2 separate regions of the Oryctolagus cuniculus genome follow, and region 2 is linked to region 1. The links are chromatin contacts, called in public Micro-C maps. All regions are on one chromosome and are shown on one strand. The core of a region is the stretch at or near the end of the contact, and the rest is flanking DNA. Distances in the headings are between cores, read along the strand shown.

Region 1 (6,495 bases), core at 3,717-6,216:
GTCCTCACCTACACCCCTTCCCTCAGTGCACATAAACACCTCAGGACACAAAAGGCCCTCATGTGGCCAGCGCACAACCCTCCCCACCGCCCCATCCTCCAATCTGTTTAGTCACCCAGGGTCGACGGTGGTGCAAAGGCAGTGACTCTAGCATGCCACAACCAGCTTGAGCTGGAATCGTTGTATGACTGACAGGTCAGGTCCTCTAGTACCACAAAATCCTTGCAGGAAACCAAAGTGCAGAGCGCACTCTGCAAGACAAGCGTTTAATGCACTCAGGAACAAACATGTTTACCAAGTGATGAGCGCTTTGAGTCACAAAGAATCCCCCTCCCAGCCTGTCTGTGTGGCCAGTTTGGATTTCACTGAGCTCTGAGTGCAAGCCACATATTTGGGAAAAAGACACACGTGTCATTTCTCATAATATCCAACAAAGAATTTGGACGAACACGCCGCAGTCTAAAGTTCACTGGGGTCTTGTAGCAGAGCTCCTTTGAGAAACTTCCAGATAGTTCCAGATGTTTCCTGAAAAAGAAGAGAGGACGAGGAAGGTCTCTGCACCATGTCGTAGGCCTGAGTGAAGCCAGTTCTGGAACTGGAGGCCTGTGAGGGAAGGAATTGGGTGTGGAGGTTCTCTTCCCCCTCCACAGCCGCCTCGCAGAGGGGAGACGAGAGGGGAGCCCTTGGGACAGGGTTGCCCCTGCCCCTCACCGCGGTCGTAGACTGAAAACCATGGTTTTCCTGCCCCTATGGGGAAGCGTCTGGGACTGAGGGTCCACAGCCTCACCCGAGTCCCCTTAGCAGGCTGCTGGAGTTAACAGCCAGAGGCAGGAGTCGAACCCTGGCCCTCTCAACCCTGAGGCTACCTCCGTTTGGTGTTTTAAATCCCCTCCACCCTAAAGGCAACTGGGCCAGTGGCATAAACTAGCTTTCAAGACCTTGTATCTCGGATGGATGCCAGCTGGCCTTTGATTTGTTCGGGCCACGGGCCACCCCAGGCGACTGTTTCACGCCTCTGTGGCCCAGGCTGTGGGCGGATGAAGTGGGTGAATCCCCTGGGGCGGCTGTGGGGCGGAAGGAATTGACGCCTCCCCAGGGCTCTGAGACCCAGCGGGGACAGGCCGTCACTTTCACCTGGGCCGTTCTCCCGGTCAAAGGCATCAGCCCTGAGGTGGCTCTGGTGGCGGCCGCAGGAGAGGCTCAAGCCTGGGCCACGACAGAAGCCGGTGCGGAGCTCTTCCGTCTGCACGGAATCCAGGCTCCTTGTGTGCCCCGACTGTGGGCCAGCCCGGTACTGGCGCCTAAGCCCTTCAGTTCTGTCCCCGGAAGTCAGGACGAAAGTGACGCCTCTGACTTCCGTCTGAACGCTCCTCACACTAAGCAGATGCACGCCCTGCCCCCACACAGCTGCCCCCTGCTCTTTCCCACTCGCCAGATCTTCCTCACAGAGGTACAGCCCAAGGGGACCCCACGATGGCTGATGCGAGCAGCCATCCAATCCTATAGGTGGCGCTGTCGTGATGCTGATGGCATCTGAATGGTACTAAACCATCTCTCGTTGTTGTTGTTGTTTCCCTAGAAATCTTGACTAAACACCTTAAAGAATTTCCAGAATCTCACTTAAATTGTTCTGAGCATTTGTAGAGAGAAGACTGAAGACAAAGTGTGTTGGGTGATTTTATGTCCTTAAGTATGCAAATCTTGGGGTTTGCTGGCAGGACAGACTTCTACTTGATTACACGGTGACATAGAGCCCTCTAGTGGGTATTTAATGTTACACACACAGAGAGGCGGGGGAGGGGGCAGTGAGGCTTGTTTCATTCATTGTTCCATTCATTTATTCAATGTACAAATGCTAGGTGGGTGCCTGCTGTGTTCCAGGCACTCTCTAGGTGCTGGGAGTTCTGGGCCAGCCCCGCACTGGCGCCAGCAAAATATCCTGCATTAAGGAGCTAGGAAGATGAAGGGGACAGAGGGTAGGAGCTATCTGGGGCAGAGATCAGGAGGTTGACTTTGAACCTGTGAAGTGTGAGATGCACAGTAGTATTTCAAGCAGAGCAATTAGGGGCAGAAAACACAGTGCAGGGGCTGGCTGCTCCACTTCCCATCCAGCTCGCTGCTATGGCCTGGGAAAGCAGTAGAAGATGGCCCAAGTCCTTGGGCTCCTGCACCTGCGTGGGAGACCTGGAAGAAGCTCCTGGCTCCTAGATTTGGATCAGCACAGCTCCGGTCATTGAAGCCAATTGGGGGGTGAACCATCGGATGGAAGATTCTCTCTCTCTCTCTCTCTCTGCCTCTCCTCTGTGTAGCTCTGACTTTCAAATAAATAAAATGAATCTTTAAAAAAAAAAACCACACACACACACACAGTGCAAATAGTCTCTTGTTGGAGATTACACCAAATGCAATTGAAAACTGATGCGCCTGTGTAGGCAGTGAATGGGGCTCCAGGCATGGGGAGAGCCATTACATAGAAGTTCCCGGGTTCATGGGGCTGCCCCTGCCCTTGTTCTCTGTCTAAATCTCCTTGTTGACTTCTCATTTCTCACCACAATTTGTGATGGTTGAGTTTTTTTGTGTACTTACATTGCACCCTCCAGCCCTGTAAGTCTGTCCTACCACTGTGGTATCCTCAGCATCCAGTAGGGCCTCAATTTATATCTGTTGAAGGAGTAGTTTTTAATGTAATAGGGCGGATAAGATGGACCCGGAGGAGAAGCTAGTATTAATAGCATTGTCTACGGCAAGTTCTCAGTGCGTGAGGAGCACGGTCTTGACTTGGGAATCACCAGAAGACAGCAGTGGATCAAAGCCAATCTGGCAAAACTTCAGGGAAGAAACGGCATGAGTTGAATCTTGAGGAATGGCTGGAGGGGCGGGCATTCAGCATAGTGGTGAAGGGACCACTTGGGACGCAGGGTATGCGTCCCATACCGGAGTGCCTGCTGCCAAGTCCTGCCTCTGCTCCTGGTCCCAGCCTGGACTTAGGGCCTACCCCGCAGGGAAGCAGGCAGTCAGATTCCTGCCATGCACACGGGAAGCCCAGGCTGAGTTCCCAGCTCCTGCCCAGCCTCAGCTATTGCAAGTATTTGAATTTGGGGAGTGAATCAGCAAATGGGAGATCTCTGTCTCTGTCTTTGCTTTTCAAATAAATACATAAATATTACCAAGAGTTGATGGGCTATGGAGACAGGAAGCAATAAGGGCATGGGAATGTAACACGTTCCTGTTGGACGCCCACCTGATCCTCAGTCACCGATGTCTCTATCCCGGGGTCTAGAGGGTTCTGGGGCAGTTCTGCCCTTCCCCCATCCAGAAATGAGGGGCGACTGTTGACCAGTCGTTAGCATTTTGTCATGTCATGCCTCCACCACCCTTTATTGTGGTCACTGTGGCTCCACTCTCTCTTTGTAAGCAAACACCAAGCATATCAATGCCTGTCATACCTGCTTCATAGTAAGGACTCAACAAATATTTTCTGGATGAGCAGTGCCTACAGGCCACATTCCACTCCTGGAATGACTCCTTCCCAAATATTTTGTCTCCGCCATAGAGCAAAGGGCATTGGAAAACCGAGTATCTGAGGCTCCCTCCAAATCCTTGCATAGTTCTTAATAAACAGCTTTCTCCAATTTTATTTTTAAGCTTTTTTATTTTTATTTGTTTGAAAGGCAGGGTGACAATGAGAGAGAGATAGAGAGAGAGAGAGAGAGAGAGACAGATCTTCCATCCACATGTTCACTCCCCAAATGCCCACAAGAGCTAGGGCTGGGCCAAGCTGAAACCAGGGGCCAGGAACTCCCTCTGCGTCTCCCACCTGGGTGGGAACAGAAACAGAGTAGCAGGGACTCCACCTGGGACACTGATTTGTGATGCAGGCATCCCAGGAGCCTGGAGAGCAGCTCCTAGGCAAAGCGTATCAGCAAATATTTATTGCTCACCTACCATAAGCTCCTTTCCACACCATACTGAACAGATATCTAAAGAATCTTGACCTGCTTACACACTGCCACGCATTGGCTTCAATGCTCCCCGACCCAGCCCTCGCTGGGACTCTGGGACAGTTTCACTGGGCTGGGAGAGCTGAGAATGCTCACTTCTGCGGGTGCCCTACCGTGGCTCATTAAGTATTCTCAGTTGAGAATACTTAATACTGGAACCCAGAAAACCTATTTAGTAGCTTCTTTTAAAATAATTTTTAAAAATAATTTTAAAATAATTTTTGGTAGGAAGCTGCGCCTGCCTCAGAGCCACTATATGCATGGCTCCCCCCACGCATCAGGGACTTCCGACCTCTCCCCCAGGTTTGTGCACGTCTGCGTGTGGAACAGGCCTGCACGCTGCTCGTCCCTCCACCAGGCCACGCGCGAGGCCGAAGTCAACACCAGGAGCAGCCACTGTTTTTGTGCTGATGGGTCTGATCTCGGCTGTTGGGCCTGAAGCAAGGGGTTTCCGCCTCCCGGGCTTGGGAAACAGCAGGGATGCGAATTCCCGCTCCCCAGGGCGCTGTGGACGCCACGCGGGGACTTCGGGCGGTCCTGCCGCAGCGGAAGCTGTGACTCCTTCCGAGAACAGCTCGGTTCCCCTTTGTACTCAGTCTCCAGCGCGGCCCCGCCCAGATTCAGGGTACCAGAGGAGTCGCGAGGGGTCAGAGTGCAAAGGTCAGAAGGCAGTTGGTTGAGGGTCTCTGGAAAGGTCCCGAACCTCGGTTACCTAGGCGATCTCAACCGGAGGGATATTGTTGCTAAGACCCACCTGCCTTCCGCGTTTTCTTTCCCTAGCCCTTCCTTTGGTTTAGCTCCGCCCCCTCCTCCCCTAGAAGGAAGTCCACGCTGAAGGCGAAGCCGACGCGGTTGCCTAGCGACACACTTTTCCCAGGATGCCTAGGGTGTTGTGATCGTCTCAGCCAATCAGAGGGACGAAGAGACCTCGGCGTCCACCAATAGATTGCGAGATCCGGGCCCGCGACGGTTAAACCGGGCCGAAGGCCGGGGAGCGGGTCGGGGCAGCCTGGGGGGGTTCTCCGGGGTGCTGGCCTCAGCTCTGTGGCCGCGGCGCGACCTGCCGGGGGGAGCGCGAGTCCGGCGACGGGCTCGGCCATGCCGTCCCGGGTGGAGGACTACGAAGTGCTGTACACCATTGGCACGGGCTCCTATGGCCGCTGCCAGAAGGTCCGGAGGAAGAGCGACGGCAAGGTGAGCGCGGGCCCTTCCCTGTCCCCGCCCCGGCGGAGGTTTCGTCCGCCCGGGGCCGCCCCGGGGATCCGCGGGGCCCGAGGCTGTTGGGCGCCGGGAAGGTTCAGCCCTCTCTCCAGGCGTGCGCTGACAGCTTGTCCTGCGGGGCGGGAGACTTCGTCCTTTGAAAAATATATATATAATTTTTTTCCCATCGTGTCCCCTCTTCTCCCCTTTCCTCCCTTTCTCCTGCTTTGACCTGCCAAGGGCTTCCCTTTGGTGACAGGCAGCTGACCCCTGAGCTGTTTGTGGAGAAGATTGACCCTCTTGGGACCAAGGGAACCTGACATTTACATATCATTTAAATAATAGCAATTCTCCGGATTTGGGGGTGGGCGTTTCCCGATGTGTGTAGGTGGATCTTGTACAGAAGGAGACGTTGCCGGGGAAACTGCCCGCTGCTGAGCCCTGGGAAAGCGTGACCAGTCGCAATGCTCAGGGGCTTTGCCATCCTCCCACGGACAGCTCATAGGGGCGAGGTGGGAGGCCTAGTGCACCCCCTTCTCTCCCCCCGACCCCCAACCTGCAAAGCATCTTTCACTGCTCAAAAGCTGGAGAAAGGTTGAGGATGGCAACACAGGACTCTACCTTTATTGCACTAAATTAGATGATAATGACCTTGGCTTTTGTAGGCTATATTTTAAAGGGAGGTGAGTTCTTCACATGTTGGCGCTTTAATTCTTTTTGAAAGAATGGGAAGTTTATTCAGACCTTGGCCATTCTGGTTCCAGATATTAGTTTGGAAAGAACTTGACTATGGCTCCATGACAGAGGCTGAGAAGCAGATGCTTGTATCTGAAGTGAATCTGCTTCGCGAGCTGAAGCATCCGAACATCGTGCGCTACTATGACCGCATCATCGACCGAACCAACACGACTCTGTACATCGTGATGGAGTACTGCGAAGGAGGGGACCTGGCGAGCGTGATTGCCAAGGGAACCAAGGAGAGGTAATCTGGAACTGGCAGCTGACGTGGGCCTGCTCGCGTTTCTGTTAAGCATCTTGTGATAGTGGAAGACTTCTTGTATTTTGTGAGTCCATGGTATTTTAGGAAATTCCTGGCATGGCTCAACACCCAGGTTTCACATCAAAATAACATTTTCCCCGGGGCCAGTGTGTGGCATGATGGGATAAGCCGCCGCCCGCGCTACCGGCCTCCCATATGGGTACTGGTTGGAGTCCTGGCTGCTGCTCCACTTCTGATCCCAGCTCCTTGCTAATGTGCCTGGGAAAGAAGAGGAGGATGGCACAAGTCCTTGGG
Region 2 (6,814 bases), core at 2,067-4,566, 300 kb before region 1:
GTCAGATATCACTGTCAATAAGCTGCTAAACACCACTAAACAAATGTAATGATTAGTTTTGTTGCATTCACAAATATCCACTTACAGAATAAATTTAAAAACAAAAGCCTCTGCCTAAGGTTATGTAAATACACACTTGTGGTTTGGGGTTAAAAAAAAAAAAAACCCTAATGATGGAGACACATAAACTCAAAAGGATATCTTGCTGGAATTGAAGATAACATGTTCTGGAAAACCCAACTTTTTACAGTTAAACAATGACTCTAAAATTCTGCCTATTTGGATTAAAATCCAAACACTGAGAAACAACCTCAAGTGGCTTAGTGACAAGACTCTGCCTTTCACTCCACTTCCGTAATTCTCGTAACACACCTTTATTGATGGACCACCATAAGCTATTTTTGGATTTTTATTGTGCTATGAACATGAACTTGTAATACTTTCTCCCATAACATTCATTTGGAAAAGGCTTTTATTTATTCAATGTACAACTTAAGGCTGGGTCACATGTAACTTTACCAAGAAGCATACACAAGAGTTTTTGGAGAACTAATTTCCATATATACATACACACACACACACACACACACACATATATATACATACACACACACACATACATATATATGCATTTCTAAAACTGACCTGAGAGGGTGAGGTACATCTTTCTCTACCTTCATCATTTCCTTTAACAAAGAAAAAAAAAGGCATTCTCCATTTCCCAACTATATACCTTACACTGACTCAAGGTATAAAAACTCCTAGGTATCAATTAAATATTTTTAAGTAAAACCAAAAGCCTTCTGGTATCCCACCTGAGATAACTGGATCATTTATTTAAGAATAGCACCACAAACACCCAAATCCACCTTTAAAACATGTAATTTCAATAAAAGTTACTTTTTAATAATTATTCATCAAAACTGATCATATATTGTTTTTATCAATCACATACTAAAAACTGTAATGAAAATTAAACCCAGGAGAAACATTTAACATTAAAGCATTATGATAACAGAAAACAGCAATTTAAATGTACTTTTGGACACAGAAGGACAAGACAGGATTATCAGTAAAAGGACTTTTCAAGTATACAACAACTTATATTAGGTTAAGTTCTGTAGGAGAAATACAGTAGAAATAACTTCAAGAGAAAAAAGCAACTGCATAGAATATTCTGCAGTTAAGGAAGAGTTTATTCATATTTTTAAACAGATGATGTGATTATTAAATCAGTATTCATTCTACCAGATAAATTTAGAAGAGTTAGTATTTTTAAGATGTCAGTACTCACAATATAGCCACAAATCATGTTCTTAGCATCTATTTAAACTTGTGATAAAAATTCCAATTCCTCTTTTAAAACAATGGGGCTACTCCTGTAGGTCACACAGAAGGTTCAGAAGGCAAATTATGTTTGGTTTTGGGAATTTGCATTTCAGGTGCTCACAGGAGCCACAAAGTGGGGGGGCACAACCCATACAGCTTTTTTAGAAATGAATCTAAAATATAGGTAGGAGATTAAAGGTTATACGTACTAGTTTAAGAAGTCCTAGTTATGGCTGTGATTACCTATGGCAATAGGCAAAAGGGGCCAAGGATGGAACACTAACATTTAAGGATAAGGAGAAGGTAACTGAATATTTAAATGGGCAACACATAATGAGTGAATTTTAGTGCTTACCACATTAACAATGAATGAGTACTCGTGAATAGGAGAGGAAGGAGAAAAAGTAGACAGATGTATTGGAGAATTAGGAGAAAATCTGTCACAAAATAGAGGCTCAATAGTTTGCCCCAGGTCACACGAAAAGTAAGGAGTGGAGTTGTAATTAAAACCCAGGCAGTTAACTCCAAAGACAATCGCATTCTTAACCACCGTGCTGCACAGCCCTCCGAGACACAGAGGACAGAGAGGTGTTCAGCAAGTTCCTAGGAGAGACAGAGAGAGAAGGATTTAGAGTGCAACCACAAAGGTTAGCTCAGAGGCAAGAGGGAAAGCAGGATAGTTTTAGATCTGGAGCAGGAAGTGCAGGCAATCACTCTTCAGTCTTATCAACATCCATTTTGAGACCCATTCCTTAAATAAAAAGTTCCTTTCTCAGTCTTTCCTTTATCTTTGTCTTTTCCACATGGTTACCATGGGCAGGGGGACCTCTGGGTATTGCACACTTCTAAAAAAAATGAGATTTCATTTCCGTCCCGGGTTAGTCTAGAGAGTTAACCCCTATTTCAGAAAAGTATCAAAAATTTCAGGTCGATGATACCCAAACCTAAGCTCAAATCTCCTTGTGCCAGTGATTTAACTCTTATAACCTAGAGAACTGCAGAAAATGAGCTGGATTTCTACAGGCGGACACGGGAATAGGGACAACTTAACGCTGCTAAAAAGAAAAACAAAACGTTTTGATTTCATTTCTGAAAATATTTCTTTCCGGACATCCAACAAATCTAGAATAATATACTTCAACCTATTAACCGCGGCCGTCCCCGGGGGACGTGGTTATGGGCATCTTGGACGCTACAGTTCGGAATTTTTATGGCTGTGTGGAAAGGGGGGGAGGCTGCATTTCGACCCGGCGGAGAGCAGATGTCCTGTCCTCTCTGCCCGATCGAGGTCCTCCGCAGCGCTCACGTCCGCTGCGATCACAAATAGTGGGGTTCTCTAGGGTTCTACCACGAACTAACGGGCTAACTAATGGATCCGAGCCTGGACGGTCTCACGGAGCTGCTGAGAGAACACATGGCATGCCTTTCCCAGTTAACGCGCAATATAGACGTAAGCCATAAGGGCCGGCCTCCGTCCCTCCTTCCCTCGGCCTACACCACGATGCAAAACGCCCGTTCGCGACCAAAAATGTCCTGCAGGAACGCACGCCCCGCTTTCTTCGGCACTCCTCGCGAACACCAACCCCGTCCCGCCGTGGGAGAACTCGAAAGCGGGGACCTAGGGCTGGAGTCGGCCCCGATCCAAGGCGGCGTGTGTTTGGGGGGAGGAATCCCGCCAGCGAGCAGCAGCGGTTGAAGACCGTTACTCACCATTCCTCAGAACGCCAAGCTGGGGCTGGCGGAGCACCGAATTGAAGAGCATGAGGGCCGAAGGAAGAGACTCAAGTGAGAGAAAAGCCGTGAAAACGCCCCCCCAAGCCCCGCAGAAGCCGTAGCTTGCGCCCCTCGCAACGCGACTCGTTTTTGCCTCCAACTCCCGCCACTGGGAGCCCCGGCCGCCAAACTCCGCGCCAAACTGACGTCACACGCTCTGATTGGCTCCCGGGGCGGCGTCCGGCCGTCTCAGAGTCACTTCCCCCTTGGAATCCCCGCCTCCTTTTCTCCCAGCCGCGGGAACCTAGGGTTCGGGAGCTCCCTGAGCGCCTGCGCGGGGGGCCGCAGAGGCGCCGGCGAACCGTGGGGTGACCGGGGCGCATGCGTGGCACGGCTTGACAGAGCGCGGAGGAAAAATCCGCGAGAAGGCGGCAGGAGAAGATGGCGGTGCTGGGGCAGAGTTTGTGATCTGTCTGACTGGGCTAGTCGAGTAACTATTCGAGTCATGGCGTCAAACTCAACTAAGTCATTCCTGGCAGATGCCGGCTATGGCGAACAGGAACTGGATGCTAACTCTGCTCTTATGGAATTGGACAAAGGTATTCGAAAGAGCGGGCTGAGCGGGGGACCGGGCGTGGGGGAAGTGGCGCCGCCAGGTGGTGGCAGCCTCTGGAGGGGCTGGGAAGGCGCATGCGCGCAGCCTCGCTGGGCGGGCGGCGCCTAAGCTTTTCTGGGGCCAGGGCTTTGGCGATCTCCGGATCCTGCAGGAGAACTGCAGGGTCGCCTGATGGACTTTGCGTCCGCTGAACCAGCAGCGAGCTCTAGTGGGGGTCCCGTTTTGACCGCTTGAGGGCACAGTCCCCCGATTTTCCAAACAGCGAAAGTGGCTAGTTCCTAAAAACACCAGGTTGAAATTGTGAAAATATTCTTGAGTGCTTGCAGTTGCGACCAGGTCTTCATCACGACTTTGGCACTGACTTTGTAGCTCTTTGATTTCCGCAGCTCTGTGGCCTGCGGGTTACAAGGTAGGTTAAAAATGACCAAGATCACCCGAAAAGCATGGCCTGTGCTCATTCCCTGGACACAAGTTGCATGAGTTCGGTTTCCTTACAGGGGGCAGCTTGGCGTAGTAGAAGGAACTTTGGGGTTCTACTGAGTTGAATTTCAGTTCTGCTCATTTTGGGATCTTGGACGAGTCACCTAACTGCACCTAGCCTCGACTTACTGTCTGCAAAGTGGGTCCAGTGCCACTGAGCTGGAGAGATTTGTAATTATTAAGTGATATAATTGTATGCAAAAGAAGCATTTATTAAATGCTGAAGAGGTACGCTTTTCTGTATAGATGTGAATATAGGAGGCAAGGCGAATATTTATTAGTGAAGAACTCGAGTATGAACATGGACCCTATGATTCAGTATACTTCAAGGACTTCTGTTGCATAGGGGAAGTATTTTATCAGCTGATGTACACTTAATATTGGATTATGTGTAGCCCGTGTATTATCATAGAACTGGACTGGAAGTCAGAAGGATCCTTTTTTTTTTTCCTAAGATTTATTTATTTAATTGAAAGAGTTACACAGAGAGAGGAGAGGCCAAGAGAGAGAAAAGTCTTCCATCCGATGGTTCACTCCCCAACTGGCCACAACGGGCAGAGCTGCACCACTCCGAAGCCAGGAGCCAGGAGCCTCTTCCGGGTGTTCTATGGGGATGCAGGGGCCCGAGGACTTGGGCCATCTTCTTACTGCTTTCCCAGGCCATAGCAGAGAGCTGGATGGGAAGAGGAGCAGCCGGGTCTCAAACCGGTGCACATATGGGATGCCAGTGCTTCAGGCCAGAGCCTTAACCCTCTGCACCACAGCACTGGCCCCAGAAGGATCCCTTTAAGTCCATCTGAAGCCCCTTCCAAGCTCTCTTGATGACTTTTTGAGGCCCCTCCCTTTTTTAAACTGAAGATGTTCTCTAGCACATCGGTCCAACTGGTCTACATCGCTGGCTCCTCTTTTTTTTTTTTTTTTTTTAATCCTTTTAAGACATCTTTCTCTCTTTTTTTTTTTTTTTAAGATTTATTTATTTATTTGAAATGCAGAGCTAACAGGCAGATGGACGGAAGGACAGAGGGAGGTCTTCCATCCACTAATTCACTCCCTAAATGGCTGCAACAACTGGGGCTGGACCAGGCCAAAGCCAGGAGCCCAGAGCTGCTTCTGGGCTTCCCATGTGGGAGCAGGGGCCTAAGGACTTGGGCCATCTTCTGCTTTCCTGGGCACATTAGCAGAGAGCTAGATCAGAAGTGGACTCAAACCAGTGCCATATGGGATGCCAGCACGGCAGGCGACAGCTTTATCCAGTATGCCACAGTGCCTGTCCCACAAATTGTTTTTGATCTCTGTGGGACTAAATGAATGCTATTTTAAAGCTGACTTAATTTCATTCCTTCAGGATATAGTTGGTAACACAGGAAAGGAATCATTCATGTAACAGCTTTTCTTTCATTCAACAAATATTTACTGACCACCTACATTGTGTTAGGCATTGTACTCAGAGTTTGGGCTGTATCAGTGCGCAAGACAACTTTAAGGAGCTCACGTATCAGGGCCGGTGTTGTGACGTGGCTGCTTGGGCCACTGCTTGCTGTTCTGGCGTTCCATATCTGGAGTACTGGTTTGAGTCCCACACTGCTCTGCTTCCAGTCCGTCTCCCTGCTGATACACCTGAGAAGGCAGCCAGTGATGGCCCGAGTACTTAGGCCCCTGCTACCCATGTGGGAGACCCAGATGGAGTTCTAAGGTCCTGGCTTCAGCCTGACCCAGACCTGGTGTTATAACCATTTGGGGAGTAAACCTAGGAAGATCTGTCTCTTGCTCCTTCTCTGTCACTCTACCTTTCAAATAAATAGCTCTTAAAAAAAAAAAAAGGAACTCAAATTCAGATGTGGGAGACAGAGCTAGGTCAAACATGACCTTGGTCAGGACAAGAAGTGCAGTGGGAGGACATTGAAAATTACAAGCTGATAGCCTTGCCCACTAAACTTTGTGAAAACCAAGCATATAAGCAAACAACACTAGTATGATCAAATACAAGTTACATTTACCTGACACATTTCAGAATGGAGATAATCGTTGGTACCCACTGCAGGCATTATAAAGGACATGTCTCAAACTTTCTCACTAATGTAACTTCTTAGTCAAAGCATTTTTATCCTGATTTGAGAAAACTTAGGCAAGATCTCTTTCACCCTGGGGAAGAGGAATCTCTGAAATGATATCACCCAGCTTATCTGCTTTCTGCAAGGGTGGCCTTGGAATGTTCAAGTGACCCCAATGGAGAAGAGAGTGGTAGCTCTTACTGCCTTTGTCGCCGCTGGTGCAGGGCCAGCAGAGTTGCCACTAGAGCTCCTGTCAAACTCAGTGCTCCACAGAAAGCTCAATGGTGTGCTTATGGAAATTTTGAGATAGAAAGGTGATACAAGTCATTATGCCATCACCTCACCTGTTTTCTAGAACAGCTAAATTGTCTGTGCAGAAGACCACACATTGCTATTACAGTATCCACGTTGGCAGAAATGCAGTTGGTTATGATAAACAAAGGTGGGGCTTTTCTGGAAGTATCGCCATAAAACCTCTTGAAGAGAATGACTAATTCCATGCTGTGTAACAGATTCAGGAGTGGGCATTTGACACTCACTGAATCTAATTCTTTCTATTGAAAATCACTACTACAAAACCAAACTTAGTTCTTGACAGTGTTGAGAAGTAGCCCTGTAGAATAAT

What was found. Hi-C and Micro-C count contacts between places; a contact is called where the count stands out from the background.
Region 2: a Micro-C map of ear pinna shows a contact between it and region 1, with 6 times the contacts expected there. The contact joins the promoter of INTS7 here to the promoter of NEK2 in region 1. A contact is called at or near these places in 3 of 6 Hi-C or Micro-C datasets (ear pinna, psoas muscle and an unstated tissue).

Annotation. Positions count from the first base shown.
Region 1 is chr13:26,253,161-26,259,655 of mOryCun1.1, reverse strand. NEK2 (NIMA related kinase 2) reads left to right here and starts at 4,966. Exons shown (of 8, transcript XM_002717530.5): 1 at 4,966-5,195; 2 at 5,966-6,183. The coding sequence starts at 5,100.
Region 2 is chr13:26,550,033-26,556,846 of mOryCun1.1, reverse strand. INTS7 (integrator complex subunit 7) reads left to right here and starts at 3,316. Exons shown (of 20, transcript XM_002717529.5): 1 at 3,316-3,641. The coding sequence starts at 3,548. DTL (denticleless E3 ubiquitin protein ligase homolog) reads right to left here and starts at 3,390. Exons shown (of 15, transcript XM_002717528.5): 1 at 3,040-3,390. The coding sequence starts at 3,091.